Linked DNA regions of Gossypium hirsutum: region 1 is linked to region 2. A link is a contact called in public Hi-C data. All regions are on one chromosome and are shown on one strand. Each heading gives the region's core, a stretch centred on a gene start, on an enhancer-like site or on the middle of the called end of the contact. The rest is flanking DNA. Distances are from core to core; before and after follow the strand shown.

Evidence for each region. A called contact is a pair of places that touch in the nucleus more often than the background predicts.
Region 1: a contact with region 2 is called in a Hi-C map of leaf, with 1.8 times the contacts expected there. The contact joins the promoter of LOC107914409 here to the promoter of LOC121222274 in region 2. A contact is called at or near these places in 4 of 34 Hi-C or Micro-C datasets (leaf and petal).

The regions. Positions count from the first base shown.
Region 1 is chrD10:15,554,572-15,561,394 of Gossypium_hirsutum_v2.1, reverse strand. It overlaps LOC107914409 (iron-sulfur assembly protein IscA, chloroplastic), which reads right to left and starts at 4,534. Exons shown (of 2, transcript XM_016843320.2): 1 at 3,994-4,534; 2 at 1,939-2,262. The coding sequence starts at 4,375. The coding sequence ends at 2,120.
Region 2 is chrD10:15,180,671-15,187,387 of Gossypium_hirsutum_v2.1, reverse strand. LOC121222274 reads left to right here and starts at 2,779. Exons shown (of 14, transcript XM_041102557.1): 1 at 2,779-2,948; 2 at 3,041-3,106; 3 at 3,184-3,237; 4 at 3,370-3,441; 5 at 3,676-3,777; 6 at 4,133-4,207; 7 at 4,298-4,401; 8 at 4,508-4,589; 9 at 5,076-5,168; 10 at 5,705-5,769; 11 at 5,986-5,998; 12 at 6,092-6,172; 13 at 6,566-6,674. The coding sequence starts at 2,826.

The DNA.
Region 1 (6,823 bases), core at 3,285-5,784, 370 kb before region 2:
TTTACTTTCATTTGGTGAAAAGGTAGAAGAAGTTTTACTAGATGAAAGATTGGATACAAGCTCTGTAGAAAGAACTCCAATAGTTTGATCGAAATGAACTATGGCAATTGGTGTCAGGGCCCACATGCTGCAACATCATTGGAACAAAATGGATTTTCAAGAACAAAATGGATGAGAGTGGGGTCATTACTCACAACAAGGCAAAGTTGGTAGCTCAAGGATACAAACAAGTTGAAAGGATCGAGTTTGATGACACATTTGCTCCAGTTGCTCGATTAGAGGCCATTCAATTACTCTTAGCAGTGGCTATTCACTTAGACATTAAGCTTTTATCAGATGGATATGAATAGTGCCTTTCTCAATGGCTTCTTGAAAAAGTGTATGGAACCCTGTTAGAAAAATCAGTTTAGAAAATAGTGTTTTAAGATACAGTGGAAGTTAAAATTTTTTTTTTTGAAATCGAGTCATTGTGATATTTATAGCAATATAATTTAACTGAAGTTATACTTATGCTTTGTATGAGACGGTTAAGTCAATCTCGACTTTCGATCGAACTACCTTCTCTGTTATTCTCAAACCACGAACTGTTTTAAATATGAGCTTAAAGTATCACAAACCAATAGCACAAAATGAAGACTTTATTAACTTTCAGTAAGAAAGTTAATTCTCTTTATAACCAGAATTATGTGTTTTTTCCATAAAATAGAATTTATTTTGTAAAATAAATTATCACTGTTTTCTGACAAGATAACGACGACATTATGTGAAGAGTGTAAATAGCTCAACACATAGTTCCTATTTATAGAGAATCACTACAAGAGTTATGTTTGAATAAGATTTAATTAAATAATAATTTTAAAATAGAAAATTAAACTTCTACTTTAAGTAGAAGTACAGGGGCAGCGACATGCCCTAAAATACATTAGGGTTTGTCACCCTTCCACAAGGCATAGTTGGGTCTTTCATGTATTAGATCTAATTATATATGTTATCTGAATTTTTATTCAACCCAATATTTATTTATTTTTTTAAAAATATTATTTATTTAATCAATTAACTAATTTAACTAAATTAAATTCTCAATTAAATTATTTTCTCAACCCAGTTATAATTCCCTTAAAGTAAGCAACTTGACCGTATTAGAATCTATGATTAAAATATATGTAATTGTCTTATTCAACAAATTCACGATGATTAATTAATTTAATTCTCACTTCGAACTTCAATTATTTAATTATAATTAATTAAATAATAATTTAAAGAGATTAAATTAATTTTTAAAATCTTTTGTACTTAGCGAGAAAACACATTCACTACGGATAGTGATACATGCAATCAATTTATCTTACTTCGTCAATTTCATTTCATTTCATTTCATTCATCTATGGTTATCTCAAGCTAGGGAAGGGATTCATGGGGCATATATAATTATGGCTCAAATAATTTGTAATTAATTTTTGACTCTTCACCTATTAAATACTAACATTATTTAGTCATAAAGTCGACTCTCCTTATTATATATCATTACAAAAGCTATGCTCATCCAATGAGATTATCATAAGTATGTTACTTCATAAAATAACTTTAATTTCTTTGAAAAAAAATTATTTTCCCAACATAATCTTATTTTATCTCATTTTTACCGTCCATAGAAAATCTCATTTACGATAACTTTTAATTTGTTTTTGACCAATGATATGACCGTGCAGTAATTTATGTTATACATCTTAAGTTAGCAACATATTTCACAATAAATTATGATAATTTCTCGGATATCATTCATCATTATTATCTATTTTGTGCATTGCGTTCATTAAATTGTTTTCATATTTTTGCTTTTGACAAAAAGGAAAAAATGTATTCCTCAAGTAAAAATAATCCATCGACCCTTCACTCGAGTTTGTCGAGCAACATTTTGGATAGAGAGGCCAAAATCCGTAAGCATGAAGAAGACCAATATCAGTGTCTGGCCTTCGAACAAATATATATTCCTTCTAAAAGAGAAAAGAAGGTATGAAAGGTGCTAGAAATATGAAGTCAGTTAAACATGAAAGATTTACAGGCATAATTTGTATGTTGCATTACATGAAACGGATGGACTGTCTTTGTACATATGATTTCACATTTCTGCCGTAAACGATTTACCACAACCGCATGTCTGGGTAGCATTGGGGTTCCTGAAAGAGAAACCTCCACCAATAAGAGCATCACTGTAGTCTAACTGCATTCCAAATAAGAAGAGAAGGCTTTTTGGATCACACACTGCAAAAACAAGCAGAGAAGGGATGATCAGCCATTTTGCCTATAAGTCAATTAAACCATCCAACTCTTACATAAACAGACCTTAAGAGAAAGAACAACTCTTTCGTCAACAGAAAAAGAACAATGAAACAAGTATGTCCTTAAAGCATCAGTTTCATTCAGTTACAATGCCCTTCATATTGCAAAGTCATTCTAACAATATGATAGAGCAGGGAGCCTAATTTGCACTGACAAGTCTTTTTTGGATAGCCTAAACTATCTGTACAGGCACTAGAGTTAGCAAATAACATTAGCATGTGGTACAAATAGCACTCTATCTTTCACAAGACATTGCCATGTTAAAATTATTGATCATCATTCTCATTTCCGCATACAGAAATAAACTGAGAAAGATAGAGAGACCAAAATATCTGAAAAACAAGCATCCTTCATATCATCTGAAGATAGGGAGGAAAAAAGCACGAAATATAAGCCTGCTTCCTTTTATGCAAAGATGCTACACTCCCAAACAAAGTTCATAATGAGTTGAAATCATATGACTTAATTCATTGAAATCTAGCTGTTGGATAACAAATGCAAAATGCTTGATGTTCAGAAAACTGGTATAACATATGCCAAGCAAAAACATTAACCTCTTATTTGCATGTAGAAATCTACAAACAATAATGCCAAGAAAATATCTAGACAGGGCTAAATGCCAAGAAAATAATGCCAAGAGAAGTTACAAAGTTTGAATGTTTCAATAGATAATTCCTCCAATTTTTGTAGGAAATCCAATAATACACATAGAACCATGGCTAAATGCTCAATTTGGGACCAAATCTATTAGCATCTAAGTGTAACCTTTCATTTCAGTCCATTAAAGGTTCAACAATTTTAAATTCCAACAAAGACTTTAATTTGAAAAAAGCAGTATGACAGTTAAAGACTTATGGCTATTTGGAGGACATGCACCAAATAATCAAAAATAAATAAATTCTTATTATCTAAGTTGTTGGTTATTGTAATTTAGAAGCAGTTTGTTGATAATGATGAGTGAAGTTGAATTTTAAATTTAATTCTTGCTCCATTTTTTATATTTGTTCTTTAAAAGGTAAAAATCTATTCAATGAATTCAGGTTGCTATTGAATCAGATTTCTATAAATAGCAGTATTCAAATATAATAGCATAATAAACAAATTCGGATATTAAGAAAATTAACCGGATTATAATATAGATATTTCATAAATTGCTGCCACCCACAATCCATCCTCTCTTAAACTGCCTAAATACCCCCATTCAAGCAAACATCAGGTTACACTCCAACTCGTTTTCATAAGCAGTATTGTTTGCAGCTACCTGCAGAATATCCCAGCATATTACTCTGTATTCATTTGCTAACAATGATTTTTATCATAATCCTACTATGGTGATATTTCCAAGATTTTGGAGTTATTGATGTTACAATTCTTCCATGATTAGAATAGAATTTCCCAAGATTTCGGACTTGGTATCTTAATTCAATCAAATTTTGGAGCTTTTTTTCCTCGAAGTTGAAGAATCTACCGAACTATTCTTGTATTAACAAATTTAGAGTTGTGAGATTTCTATCTAAATCTAATGACTTATTTTGTCTCAAAAATCCTAGAATCAGAACATTAACCGGGACCCCTTTGCCTTCTAATCACATTAGAATGAAGTAAAGAACAACGTATTTAACAAAACAAGGGACAAAAATGATCAAAACTCACCGATCGTAAATCCGTTATATTCAATGATAGAGTCATCGGCTCTAGCATTAGACCTCTTCTCAAAATCCATCGTATAAGACATGCCCGAACACCCACCTTGCTTAACCCCAATTCTTAAGCACAAATCCTCATCACGCTCTGCTCTCATCTTATTCAAGTGCCTCAAAGCATCATCCGTCAACGTAATAGCCGGTTCCAACCCCTCCGCTGTAGGCGCCGCTGGAACAGCGGTTGCTCGAATTGAAAGGGGTTTTCCGCAGCTGAGTCTGGATCGTGAAAACCGTAAAGAAATGGTACTTTGGGGTAAAGAGAGTGAATGTTTCGAGTGGTTTGAGAAGCGGAAAAGAGATGACCAATTCGTCGAGATCGAAGTAATAGCCATAATCTGTTCTGATGAGGAGAACCCTAATGAGAAAAAAGAAAATAATTTTTCTCCCGGTGGGTTTCTTTGGCAGATGAAGTTACTGCGTTTGGTACGCAATTAGAGGAGATCTTTTTAAAAAATATTGAAAGATCAGAGCCGTTGGACAAATATAAGACTGCAATGGGTCAATTTAGAATGGATCAACGGTGGAAATAGATTTGTTTGTATTACTTGAACTTGCACTCTTTTTTTTTTTGTGAGGCCTGCAATTTTTGCTTTCCTATTATTGTTAGGATTTTTTTCATTAGCAAATAGATATTTTTTGAGAGAGGAATAAAAAACGTTTTTAGAAGCATTTTCAGTTAACATGTTGAAAATTGTATTTTACAAAATGTATATTTTTACACATTAATTTTTTGGATTAGATGATTAAATGCTAGTGGTTTTATCTTTAAATTTCGGGTTTGATTTTTCCATTATTCATATTTTTATTTTTTATTTCTTTTTTTTATTTTTAATTAATAAATATATTATTTTTAATTTTTTAATTCATCTTTTTAATTAATAACTCTTTTATTTATATAAATAAAATAATAGATATGTAATTATATAATAAAATCATATATTTTATATATATCATTATGTTAAAAAAATTAATTAATAACTCCTTTATTTATATAAATAAATTAATAAATATGTAATTATATAATGATAAATAAAATATATTTAAGAAAATGATAAATATAAAAAATATATAATTTCATTATATAACTACATTTTTATTAATTTATTTATATAAATAAAGGAGTTATGAATTAAAAATATTTTTAACATAATGATATATATAATATATATTTTATTATATAATTACATATTTATTATTTTATTTATATAAGTAAAAGAGTTATTACAATTAAAAACACTTGAAAATAATATATTTATTAATTAAATACATTAATTAAAAAAATTGAACAATTTCATTATAAAATAAAATATTTATTAATTAAAAACATTAATTAAAAAATTAAAAAAAAATTGAACAATTTTATTATAGGTCTAATACACTCGAACTCACGTTCTCCTGCATTGACAACAATACTTATACTAGTCGAGCTAAGACTTAATAAAAAATATTTTAAAAAAAAGGTTTAAAATAACATGAAATAATAAAGACAAATATGAATAGAAGAATATCAAACCCAAAACTTAAGACAAAGCCTTTGATATTTAACTATTTGATCAAAGAAGTTGATGTGTTAAAAAATGCATTTTATAGAAAGCGTTTTCCTACAACTCAGTTGAAAGCACTTCTTACAGGAAGCATCTTCTGTCTCTCTAAAACCTATCTATTTTTTAAAATTTGAGAAAAAACAGTCTATTTTACTAAATATATTTTAAAACCAACACTTTTTTCTAATTTACCCATTATTTTATGGCATGAGATTCTTTAAGTAGGTTAAAAAATAAAGTTAAAATTTTATCAAAAATTAAAAAGTAAAAAAAAGTATAAAGATTTAAAATGTATTTAATTTTGAGGGTTAATATTTGATTTATTGTGAATAGAAAATCTCAAATTCACAAATAGGATTCACACTATGGCATATCCTTTTTTTTTTAAGTTTTTTTTTTTAGTTTACTACATGCTACTCATTTAATCCTAATCTAAAAAGGTATGAAATGTTATAAAGTAAACAAATAAAATAGAAGCAAGAAATAGGAGAACAAAAAGTGATATATTTTATTTCATCTACTTAATATTTTTCTCAAAGTTTATATTTATAAATATTAGTATAAATAATATAAAATTTTATTCTTAATTGACATTAAAATTTTAAAAGTACATCAAACTTTTCAGTCTAATGGAGATTTAATTTATGATAAAATATTTATAACATTCCACCTTAAATGTTCATTGATAGATAATATGTTACATTAAAATTTTACTAAAATAAAAACCTTATGAGAAAAAAATCTTAGTGAAGAAAAAAGAATATGTATATCTATAATATGCATAACATGTTGCGTCATTAAAAAGCATACCAAGAAAGCCAAATTGGATAAAACTTCGGATAGGGAAGAAAGAGTATTGCACGTATTTACTCTTCCTCATGACAACATCACATAATATCTTAAATTCTACATATTTCAATCTTGAATACTAGCTTTTCAAATGATCACTTTAACAAATTTGCTAAATGTTTAAATCATTATTCTTCTGAAAGTTATTAGTGAAGAAGAATTTTGGAAAATATATTTTGGCATCTTCAAGAGTTCCAACAATAATCACATTTTGATCTTGATCCTTCTATACATATGGGTATATTGGATCATTTTATAATCTTCCTTCAACTATTATTCACTAATTCGAATTTATCACATATGTTGAAATCATTTCAATCCAATAAATATTTACGTAAACATATTGAACAATTTCTCGAGAATTTCTATAATATCCCGAAAATTACT
Region 2 (6,717 bases), core at 1,530-4,029:
GGTTTAGTTTTATCTCCATCTTTTGTACTCTTCATTCTTTTGCCATTATAGTAAAATTATATTTGCCCGTGGTTTTTTATCCTCTTTGGAGGGGTTTTTCCACGTTAAATTTGTGTGTTCATCTTCTCAATTTCTTCTACTATTTTACTTGTTTGTTGCTTAATCGGGACGATCCTAACAAATATAAATGTTGAGAGTTGAAAAAAGAATAAAGAATATAAAAAAAGACTACGAAAAATACAATGAAAAAAAAAGAATTCATTTTTTTATTAATTATTAGTAATATTTTCTCTTTTTATATGTTATATGTTATTTTATTTGTTATTTTATGTTGTTTTGTAAATGTTTAAATGCAATTACTTCATTTATTCACTTGATTTTTTTTCTCTCTATTTTTTTATCAATAAAATTGGCTCAATAAAATATGAGGCCAATATTATTAAGACCATTATTACGCTTCCAGTCAAAGTGAAATATAATATTTAATTATTTTTCTTTCCTTTAATGCCTATTGGTGTTCCAAAAGTTCATTTTCGAAATTCGGGAGAGGAAGATGCAGTTTGGGTTGATGTATAATGCAACTTGTCAAATATATTGGGTCATATGGGATTCTCCTGTTCTCTCGCCCGATCGAGATATCCTCTGTTTTGCCCAAAAAAGATTGATTGAATTATCAAAAATTTGTAGCGCGAAGTGTAATGAAGTGCAATTGGAGATCCATTTCATTTTTTGGAGGGTATCCAAATTAATATTTTCAATTTGAATGATTTATGGTTGGCTTGGTTGGATCGAAAAAATGAAGCATCCAGGCTCCGTTTAGAAAAAAACCCAATTGGTAATACATTTATGATTACCACCTATATCATAATCATAAATCCTTTTTATTTACAAATTCGAAATAAAAATAAGAATGATTTCAAACTATTAATCAATCAAAGAATATGAGAAATACATTGAATATTTGGCGGATAAAATGAAAGAAAAAGGAATTAAATTAAAATAAAAAAGGAAATGAAATCATAGCAAAAAGATGTGGTATTGGGTCATTTGGAAAAGAGATGTAACTCCAGTTCCTTCAGAAATGGTAAGATCTTTGGCGTAAGAAGAAGGGGTTGATCCTTATCATTTTGACTTGGTTCTGATTTCTCTATTTTTTAAAGAATATTGCTTCTCCTATTCGTATCGAATAGAACATGCTGAGGCAAACCTTCTTCATATAAAACCTGCTTGATTTAGATCGGGAGAATCGTACGATTTTATGAAACCATGTGTATATGGCTCGAATCCGTAGTCAATCCTATTTCAGATAGGAGCAGTTGACAAATAAATCCAACTTTTTTCCATTATTTTCGTATCCGTAATAGTGCGAAAAGAAAGCCTGGCTCCAAGTTGTTCAAGAATAGTGGCGTTGTTGAGTTTCTCGATCCTTTGATTTAGGATTAGTCATTTCTGTTTCTTGATGGGGGCAGGGAAAGGATATAACTCAGCGGTAGGGTGTTCCCTTGACATGGTGGAAGTCATTAGTTCGATGAAAGTCGTATTTACAGCTTGGAGGGAGATCTTTCATATCTTTCGAGATCCACCCTACAATATGGGGTCAAAAGCCAAAATAAATTATTTTAGCCCTTATAAAAAGAAAATGGATTCTTGAACCTCTTTCACGCTCATGTCACGTCAAGGTACTGCAGAAGAAAAAACTACAAAATTCGATCCAATTTATCGTAATTGATTAGTTAACATGTTGGTTAACCGTATTTTGAAACACGGAAAAAATCATTGGCTTATCAAATTATCTATCAAGCCTTGAAAAAGATTCAACAAAAGACAGAAACAAATCCACTATATGTTTTACGTCAAGCAATACGTGGAGTAACTCCCGATATAGCAGTAAAAGCAAGACGTGTAGGCGGATCAACTGATCAAGTTCCCATTGAAATAAGATCCACACAAGGAAAAGCACTTGAAACTGAAGAGCTTTCCTTGATCACTACAACAAACACAATCATGAAAAATCTTGTTTTTTTCGCACATTAACCTAACTCATTCTCCTAAATCCTAACATTAAAAAATTTGGTAATTTTTATTAGTCCCACACTCAAACAAACCCACCAAAAATCTTGTTCGTGCCATCGAGAAAACATAACCCATTTCCTCAAACTCAGAATCTCAAGGTCATGTGTTGATTAAACTATAAAGCTTGGATAATTTTTCTTAGACTCAATGACTCTTTCAAAATACTGAAAAATTAGGTCTTATCCAGGACAAATTTAAGCCTATTTTCCTAAATTTTAAAAGCAAACACTAAACCATAACTTCAAAACTCTAAACTAACTCTCAAGTACCAAATGAACTCGCAAGGTCTCCTACTAATGCATATAATAAATTAATAAAAATAAATAAATTATTTAAATTATTTATGTATTTTAAAATTATTTGTATATTTCTAAATTTTTAATTATTTTATAAATTTATTATAATATTTTGATTTCTTTAAATTTCTTTTTATTTTGAAAATTTTATATAATTTTCTGAATGTTTTTAGAATTAGTATTAATAATGTTAAATGTAAGGGTTAAAATTTTTAAAATTAAAATTAAAATAATATTATATTTAAATATTAAAGGTTAAATATATTGTTGTACAGTAACGGAAGCACCCAGCTGAGGCTGAGAGAAAAAAGAAAACCGTCTCCAATAGTTGAGTGAGATACAATGGAATTTACTCAAATTAAAATATAGTGAAAACGCTGTCGTTCCACTAATAAAAGGGCTATGAAAATTTTGTAGAAGACTGAAATGTAGAGCAAAGAAACAAGAAAAGAAGAAATGGAGGAACTGAGGAAGCTTGAACAACTCCACACAACTCTTACATTTATGCAATCTCATAACTTCGTTCCCTCTTCAACTCTCGATTCAAATCGCTTCATCGCCAATCTCATCCTTCTCTTAGTAATCCCTTTGCTTTTTTTTCCCCTTTTTCTGTTCTTTTTCTTCACATTTTAACTTAATTTGTCTGATTACTAATTAACTTGGATTTCCAGTTACAACCATGCGGCGAACTCAATCTTGACATGAAATTCCGTTTACTTTCTGAATATTTACCAAAAGTAAGCCTTCCCATTTCCCATTAATGGTTAATTTCCCCCTTTTTTACGCTAATGGTTCTAACAATTGCAGATTTCAGTCAGCTTTCTGGAAGAAGCATCACAATGGATTCGTTTTGAAACTGATGAAAGAGGTCAACCTGATTTCTATTTTTATATATATTTATTTTGGTTGGTTTGTGAAGTTCTGGACTTTAAATATATATATTGCAGATTATCAAGAGGTTAATGATCCGTCCGGTAAAAAGGATTGCCTCCCATTGCAGATAAACCACGAGGAGGTAGCAATGGTGGGACTGGAAGCAATGGAACGAGCAAATTCTACACTTGAGGATTTTGTAAGCACACAAAAACACAATAAATTGGTCTTTTAAGTCACTTAGTTTTATATCACTATCTGCAACTTCACTATTGGCGCAAATGATAATGGGATGCATTAATAATGTTAGTAATGAATGAACGAACGAACGCATAGGTGTGGCATTGAGCATGGGAGAAAATTTTACCTATGCTTTTGACAAATGCGTTCTATATAATTATCCCAATTAGTGATGTTATGATTGTGTTTGCAGTGCAGATCTTATTTTATGTTTCATGGAGTGGACATAGACAGCCCACTTATGATATTTAAATATTTCCCTGTTCTTGCATTCACTGAAAGTTATATTTATCAGGTAATAATCGTTATCCAAAGAAATGTTGTTATTTTTACAAGTAATCTTTACATTCAATGCAAGAATATTGCATAAATTTCAATATATTTGTTGGTGCTAGTCTTATCGCTTTCAATGCAATGGTGTTGAGAAGTTGAAGTTGGAATTGGGCGAATTTTCTCTCTCTTGTAAACTTCCGTTATGACATTAATTTTCTCTCCAAGAAGGAATGAGCTTTGCCTTGGCTTCCATTCCTTCCATTCTTGTCTTTGCAAAGTAAATTTGTTTTACTTCAGTGTAAAGGACATTCTAGAAGTTAACGATGAATTCTCTTGTAACCTTGTTTCCTCAGTACTTTTTTTTTTATAATATGCAGTTAGATGGTTTGAATGAGAAGATACTCTCTATACCAACAGAAGGAGACACTTCTCTAGCAAAAGAATTTGAGAAGGTGATACTGAGATATTTCAAGAACTATTTCAGTGGTTAATCTTCTAATGATCAACTTCCACTGGCCCATGAATTTTTTTGTCTAGTACAGATGAACTATCAGTGTTGGGCTGAAACATTTGCGAACATGTTAGAAAAGGATCCATTCAGACCACTTTTAAATGTACTTGAACTCCGGGGACTCCTTAATGACAGGTAACTTTTTTTCGTACATCTATATTGCTTGTTATTTCCTTTCTGGGAAAGAAGGGGGGAGAGACAGAAACTTATTTGGTTGACTTCTTTTTGGCAATGGATTTAGGATCAGAGAAGAATTTAGGTCTGGAGAGGAGTACTGGGCATTGGAAAGAAAGCTATGTCGTGCACTAACACACAAAATGGAGGTAGATATACCTCCTTAATTCTTGCTGCTTTGCTCAAATTAATTATATTTTAACTTTTACTATTTCTAAAGAATTAAGAAAGAATTTTCTCTACCTAGTACTGATTTTCCGCACAAAAAGTAGATGACTACTGCTTTTCTTATTTTTCTGCCTAAACAGAAAAGGGAATAATGGTCTACCTAATGGTATTGAGTGAATAGATCTTTGATCTTAGCACTGCCTTGTTGAGCAAAGTTTCTCCTCATGCTTATGAACTATGGATGGTTTTGACATATAGATATCAAGGCTGCAAACCTTGCTTGAGGCTCTACATATATATTAGAAATGGGTAACATTTTAATAAATAGCATCTAGTTCTATGAGATGTGCTCAAGTAATGAATGGATAAAAGAATAATATCCTTCAAGGGGAAAGGGTTTAAAAGACTTGTACTACTAGGAGGAAATGCACAAAAAATGTTTATGTATTAAATGTTTGCTTCTCCAGATCTCTATTAAAGATGTTATGAGGGCAATTCATCTAAAGTCATTTGACTATCGGGTGTTGAATCTTCTTCTGTATCAGTTAAGAGGTCAAGAGGTAATTTGCTGTTAGCCTATTTATACGTTTGTATCTTTTGCATGTTTCTGCATGTACATACATCTGTTTGATTTTTTGAACCATGCTGGCATTCTAACATTCTATTTTGGATGCAAGTTTGAAGCACTATTTAAGGGTTTTGATAGAAGGGGAAGGAAAAGGAAATGTCTAAAGCACTACATAATTCTTTCTGACTTAATAAAATGACAACTCCATGATGCCGTGATTTGCTATGTTGGTTTTCATCAAGTTTTTTGGAAGTACATACAATGATTCTTGCTTACAGTTTCTGCTTTACTGTAATTGTGATATTGTTAATCTTCAGTTTCAATCTTTAAACAACAAGCAGAACTGAAATTTTATATCTGCTTATAAATGTTATGCAGTCTGCATTTGCATTCATACATTACAAGACATTATCAAAATGTATCCATCGCCTTTATGTTTTTATTATGATATATCTTGCATTCTATATTTTGTTTCTGGTAACTTAGATTAACAAGGCTAAATGCATTTTCTTCGAAGTTGTTGTAAAGGTTAATGACTTGCACATGGAATTCCTGTCAGTCTCTGAATTCCTCGTAGAAATATCAGATGATCTGTAAGTGTTTTTTTTCCCGTGTTTTCTGATTTTAGCTTAGATTTAAGTGGACAGTTTCAGTGGTATAGGCACTTTCAAATACACAGAATGATAAACTGATTTCAATCTCATTCCTTTTTTTGGATAACTGATGTTCTCATTCATTTTTGTTATAATATGCTGTAAGCATGGTGTCAATTATATACTCAACTCCCAGATGATATAATAATGCTCCAGGTTTGACTATGAGGTACTTCCGTACTTTGATGCTTTCTAATTGTTCTGATTCTATGGTTCAGTTTATATGTCATATTCTTTTATTGTTTTTGTGGCTACGCTGCAGGATGACGTATTAGAAAATAATTTCAATATTTTGCGCATGTTTGTCAAAATATATGGACCTGCAGCTGCCCCAGCTATGTTGGTGAGTATCAGATTGAAGTCATTCTGTGAAAGAAATTAGTAGGGTTTGAGTTTTGAGTGGTGAGCTTATTGCTTCGATTACATGGAACCTAGGTCTGAAGTGTGATGTTAAACATATGGATCCATTCCTTCCTATTTTCTCCTTGTTTCTAAAATCTAATCCTTGAAGTATCTCTGTCTGAATAGTATGGGTATAAGATCCTTTTAAGGTCCTCCAAATACATGGAAATCTTGGAATATACTAGTGTCGGATACTCACACCCGATTCCAAGTAACATTTGCTTAAAATTACTTTTAGTCTCCACCTGATTCATCTTATGAGTGATTCTCGTAATCCAGCTCCCATACGAACTCTTATGTCAGATGGTTCTTCTCTTTTCCATTGACAATTCAGGCAAAATACATAACAGATGCTGAAGAGAGGTATGACAATTTATTGAAAACTTTGGATCCTCAGTTGTCCTCGAAATACCAGAGAAGATGCGAAGAAGCCACTAAAGAAGGTAATTTGCAGACATTTAAATTTTGATATGGAAGTTCACCATC